Regions from separate parts of the Sus scrofa genome. Here region 1 is linked to region 2. A link is a contact called in public HiChIP or PLAC-seq data. All regions are on one chromosome and are shown on one strand. The core of a region is the stretch at or near the end of the contact, and the rest is flanking DNA. Distances in the headings are between cores, read along the strand shown. Region 1 holds the start of NREP (neuronal regeneration-related protein). Region 2 holds the start of EPB41L4A (a long non-coding RNA gene).

Evidence for each region. HiChIP or PLAC-seq counts read pairs in DNA pulled down with a chosen protein or histone mark.
Region 1: a contact with region 2 is called in an H3K27ac HiChIP or PLAC-seq map of skeletal muscle. The contact joins the promoter of NREP here to the promoter of EPB41L4A in region 2. A contact is called at or near these places in 1 of 5 promoter capture datasets (fetal liver), 9 of 47 Hi-C or Micro-C datasets (embryonic fibroblasts, epiblast stem cells, fetal skeletal muscle and 4 more) and 1 of 2 datasets of contacts at active chromatin or transcription factors (skeletal muscle).

The regions. Positions count from the first base shown.
Region 1 is chr2:117,504,560-117,507,259 of Sscrofa11.1, reverse strand. NREP (neuronal regeneration-related protein) reads right to left here and starts at 1,409. Exons shown (of 7, transcript XM_021084633.1): 1 at 1,241-1,409. LOC100518827 reads left to right here. Exons shown (of 4, transcript XM_013995035.2): 2 at 1,281-2,155; 3 at 2,548-2,622. The coding sequence ends at 1,941.
Region 2 is chr2:117,233,810-117,236,509 of Sscrofa11.1, reverse strand. EPB41L4A (a long non-coding RNA gene) reads right to left here and starts at 1,323. Exons shown (of 23, transcript XR_002342070.1): 1 at 688-1,323; 2 at 1-283. It overlaps LOC106509522 (a long non-coding RNA gene), which reads left to right and starts at 17. Exons shown (of 6, transcript XR_002342073.1): 1 at 17-130.

The sequences.
Region 1 (2,700 bases), core at 160-2,659, 270 kb before region 2:
ACATTGATGTTATCATTCAGGCTAATCCTGGTGTGACGACCACTGGGCTATGGGCTTGCATTTTATGTTTTCTTCGTCCTTCCTTCCTTTCCTTCCTCTCTCTCCTTTTTTTTTTTTTTTTTTTTTTTCTTTCCTCCCTCCCTCTTTTTCTTTCTTTTCTGTTTCTTTTTGCTTCAAAGAAACAAAGAAAGGTCCTGGGAGGTGGTCCCTGAATAAGTCTCTACTAGGACTTACAGGTGCAGGGAGCCCCAGGTGCTACCAGTCAGCCCAAATGACTGCAGCCTCTATCCTTTCAATGAGGAATGGTTATCAGCATAAAGCCAATTAACCACCTCAACTTTCTTTCTGGTACTGATCGCTTCTAAAATTTCAGCATAAAATCCCAACTCCTTACCACAGGTACAAAGCCTGACAGGATTTGCTCCTGCCTGTCACCTACACTGCATCTCAAGCCACCCTGCCCTCCTGCCACTGCTCCAGCGACACTGGCCAAGGCCTGCTTCTGAGCACCTGAAATGGGACTAGTCTGAACTCAAATGTACTGGTAATATAAGATATATACTGGACTTTGAAGACTTAGTACGAATAAAAAAATGCAAATACATCATCAATGATTTTATATTGATTACAGGTTGCAATGACAATATTGAGCACATGGTGAATTACTGTTAAGATTAATTTAGCTGGTTCCTTTTACCTTTTTTTGCGGCTTTTCCAACATTTAAAATAACATTCATGGAGTTCCCATTGTGGCTCAGCGGTTAAGGAACCCGACCAGTATCCATGAGGACACAGTTCCATCCCTGGCCTCACAAAGTGGGTTAAGGATCCGGCATTGCCATGAGCTATGGTGTAGGTCACCGATGCGGCTTGAATCCCAAGCTACTGTGGCCATGGTGAAGGCCAGCAGCTACAGCTCTGATTCAACCCCTACCCCTAGCCTGGGAACCTCCATATGCAGCGGGTGCGGCCCTAGAAAAACAAATAAAATAAATATATAAAATAATATTCCTTGTTTGCACTAGATTCCTACCAAACAGCGCGTCTCTATCACATTTTACCCCCTTTTGTTTCTTTTTTGGTACTTACACTATCTGGACTTAACAGTGTCCATGTTACCTGTTTTGTGTCTTTCTCACGCAACTAGTCTGTCTCATTCACACCTGACTGCCAGGCATTTAGAAAAGAGCATGAAGCATACTAAGTACTCAATAAATATTTCTGAAATTAATGACCTTACTCTTCCTCAGCTGGAGACGGTGAGCTCTGTCCTCCCTCAGAACACGAGGTCTCAAGTCCTTCGGGCTACACCCGCAGCTCAGCGGTGACCGTGTGCCCGTAACACTGCGAAGAAGGGTGGGTAGAAAGTCACGCTTGATAAAAGCTCCTTCGGCGCCGGAAAAACTAGTTGCACGATGCCTCGGGAGTCGGGAGTTCAGCGCGCAAACACGCCTTTCTCACAAAGCTTTCTCATGGAGCCCCGCCCCTCAGCCAATCACTATGCACTTCGCCCTCCAGCCACATGGTGGCGTCTCGCGGGGGCGCGGCGGTCGATGGTACAGTCCATTCTCCCCCCCTCGCGCAGTGGGTCCTTCCAGTCATAGAAAAGCATTGTGGGAAGAGTGCGCAGCCTTTCCACCTTCGGCGTTGCGTCCGGATGTTCTGTCCGGGAGTTTCGAGGATGGCTGCAGCCTTCGGACGCGTGGCCACATGGCCTCTGACCGCCGGGGCCCCGGGCAGGAGCGCGCGGCCGCCTTGAGTCTGGTGAGGCCCGCGCCGCAGCAGTTCCAGGGCCGAGAGTCCCCGGCCCTAAATGCGTGGAGGGCAGCGGCCAGTTCTAGCTCCCGCCACGTTGTCGATGGGACCTCAGGAGGCCCCGAAGTGGCCCCCTGCCAGGGCTCTCTCGCCAGGAGCTGGAGCGATGGCTTGGGGGGCGTTTGAGTTTCATAGACTGTATGTCAAAGAAATTTTAATGGAAGCGGAGATTTCTTGGCTCTGAAAGGAAAAGGCCACGCCGTGTAACTGCACCTATGTCTGCCTGCCAGTGTGAAATCGGGTCAGCGCGGAAGTGCCGTTTAAGGTTTAGATCTTCATAACTTTCAGGATGCAGAACTTGGATTTTAAGATGCGGAAATTAGTGTCACCAGCTTTGGAGGTGAGTTGCTTCGAAGTTTGACGATATTAAAAGACTTAGGCTTTTGTTTCTGAGTCGTAAAGGAGAATGTGGAGCTGCGATTAGTTCCCCTCAGCTCTAATCAACAGAACAAATCATCGCAGTTGCTTTGGGGTCTGGAACTTTGGGCCACACAGCATTGCTTCCGCGGTTTTCTTGCAGCCTTTGTGTTGCCCATTCACTTTTGGCAACTAGTGAATGTGGTGTCAAAAAAGGCAAAAATCAAACACTTTTGCAGCCTTTTACTGCCTTTGTATTTGATATCTTCGGTGTAGGAGCTGCTTAAGTAACAGTTAGCTCATGTTACTTGCATAAGTGATTTTGATTCTGCCAGTGTTAGGTGTTTCTCTTAACCGGTTTTAATTTTTGTTCAGCTGAAAGATGGACGCTTGAAGCATAGACTCGCTAGCTTAATCCATGACTATGAGGAAGCAGAAAGATGACCTAAGGTAAGTTGATACTTCAGAATGAGAAACTTTCTAGGTTGGGGTGCCTTCTCTAGTAGGTATTAGTTAATAATTGTTCAT
Region 2 (2,700 bases), core at 74-2,573:
CCAGCGCGAGCCGCCCCCTCCCCTCAGAGGCGAGGCATTAATTTATTGTCCGCGCCGCGGCGAGGACGAGAGGACCGGTTGCCGGCGGGGTCCAGGGCGGCGAAGACCCGCGGCCGGGCGCTAGCAGGAGGTAAGGAGCACGGAGAAGCCCGGGAGAGTCAGCGCCCGGGAGCCGCCCGGGCAGCGCCGGCGGAACTGGGCGCGGAGGGCGGCGGCGCGTCCCCGCGCATCCTGAGGCTCGGGCTCCTCCGAAGGCGGGGGCACCGCGGCCCCTCCCGCAACCCTGGGGACGACAAAAGTCGCCTGTCAAAGGGGACAAGAGGCAAGAAAAGGGAGGGACGAAAGCTCCAGGCCCTCCTCGGGCTTGGAAGCCTCTAGAAGCTTTGCAGCCCCCGCCACCCACGCCCGGCCGATGCGCTGCCTCAAACGCAAAGGCCTCTCCTCCGCCGCGAGGGTCCCCAGCGGGCGCGCACTTCCAGCTCCCACCCCACACCGCAGCCGTCAGTCTGGTCCGCCGACTGGGGAACACTGGGCTGTTCCTTTGTGTTAAGGGGTACCCACGACGTTCCGGCCCCACTGCAGGGGCAGTGGCGAGGGTCGCCTCTCAATCAGCTACCTCCACCCCGCCCCCAGCCCACGGGCACCGGGAAGCCAGAAAAGGGTCGGAAAGGACATCAGTCTCCTTACCACGACCCGCGGAGCAGAGGTCAGCTCGTCGCGGGGCGCGGATCCCGTCTGAGGATCCCCGAGTTCATCACGGGTTTCTGTGTGTGGCCAAGTTGAAGCTTTCCCTCCGAGAACCCCTTGCCCCGGCGGCAGAGTGCTGCTTCTGCGAGAGATTCAGAGAAGCTGGCAGTCGGGGGACTTGAGGGCGAAGGGGCGGGCGCCCCGGCTGGGAACGCGGCCGGCGGGCTGGTGGGGTGTGCCCTGGGCGCGCCAGGCCGCGGCGGCTCCCGGGAAAGTTCTCTAGGCGGTGCTAGGGGTGGCGCCCGGGGCGGGAGCAGCCCAGGTGCAGCTGGACCGGGCCCGGGCGTCCGCAAAAGGTCCCGGAGCGAAGCGGGGACCCAGTGGCCGGGAAGGGGTCGTCCCTTCTGGGCGGGGTCTCGGCTGGGGATGGAGGGCGGAGCGGAGGTGGTCAAATAGCGAGGTGCTGAAGGTCCGCATGAAAACCCGCGTGGCGCCGGGGCCGAGCCATCTCGCCGTCTGGGACCCTGGCCACCTCACAGTGTCGGTTTCCTGAGTAGACCCAGAGGTTTGCTGGAAGGCAGGGCGCAGCTCTACTCGGACCCTGGCGTTCGGTGCTCGCAGTCCCACGCCTTCCGCGCGACCGGCTGTGTCCAGCACGGACGGGCACAATAGCTCTGAGGCTGCAGTGACCCCTGGTGGGTCCCTGTGTCCGTGCACGAGCAACCGAGGCTGGGGTGAGGCAGGGCCCCCGCTGGCCTTCGGAGCAGGTGCAATCTGTGCTCTCCAGCTGGGAACCAGAAGCGAGTTAATGCAAGTGGAAGCTAAGAGGAGACACAAGGGGAATACACTGGGTAGGGTTGATGGTAGGCCTCCCAGAAATCCTCTCTACTTTACATAGAGTACCAGAGCAAGGGCTTCAGCATCAGGCATAGTTTTGAGTTCCCCACCACCACCACTTGTAAGCTAGGGAGCCAAAGCACAAAAAAATTTGCTTAAAGCCTAGGACATCTGTACTTTAAAACAAAAACAAACAACAGTAACACACACACACACACACACACACACAAACAAAAACCGACATCCACAGCACAGTAGAATGGAATTGCACAGTCCAACTTTGGAAGGAATTTCCTCCCATACACAAAAGACTTTCTTTAGGAAGCCTCCTTCCCTGCTGTCTCAGCCAGATTTCAACATGAATTAGTAAAAACCCCAAAGTGTGATAAACCCATCGTATTTGTTATGAACTTAACCTAAAGCTACAAATCAAACCCTGGGGGTTTTTTTTGGTTGGTTGGTTTGGTTTGGTTTTTTGTTTGTTTTTTGCTTTTTAGGGCCGCACCCGCAGCATATGGAGATTCCCAGACTAGGGGTCTAATCAGAGCTGTAGCCAGCCTAGGGCACAGCCACAGCAACACAGGATCCAGGGGCATCTGCAACCTACACCACAGCTCACAGCAATGCCAGATCCTTAACCCACTGAGCAAGGCCAGGGATGGAACCCACAACCTCGTGGTTACTAGTCGGATTTGTTTCCCCTGCACCACAGTGGGAACTCCAAACCCTCTTTTATCTTTCAAGCATTCTGTGAAATTGAAGCAGATTTTGAGTTGCCAGTGGAATTGTATGTCCAACTTGGGTTGCACTGGCAGTTTTGCCTCAGGTGAGCTGATATCTTATTATTATAGATTTTAGTGTCTTTATTTGTAGAATCTTTTCTGTAATATAATATTCCTGATACAAATTACCAAATGTGATTGAAAGATTGCATAGAAGGTTTTTATTCTTTACTACAGTATCCAGTAGAGCCACTTAGGCTTGCAAAAACAAAAGATAAGACCCAGGTATAATCATTTGTTGACTAGTTTGGGGTTTTGCTGCCACCTGTTTTATGTTCTTTGATTTTGTGGTTTTGTTTTGTTTTACCTCCAATGGTAATGAAAAGGCTGGAGGTTGGGGGTGGGGCAAGGGTTCTGTTCTAGACTCCCCACAAGGAAAAATACAAAACCATGG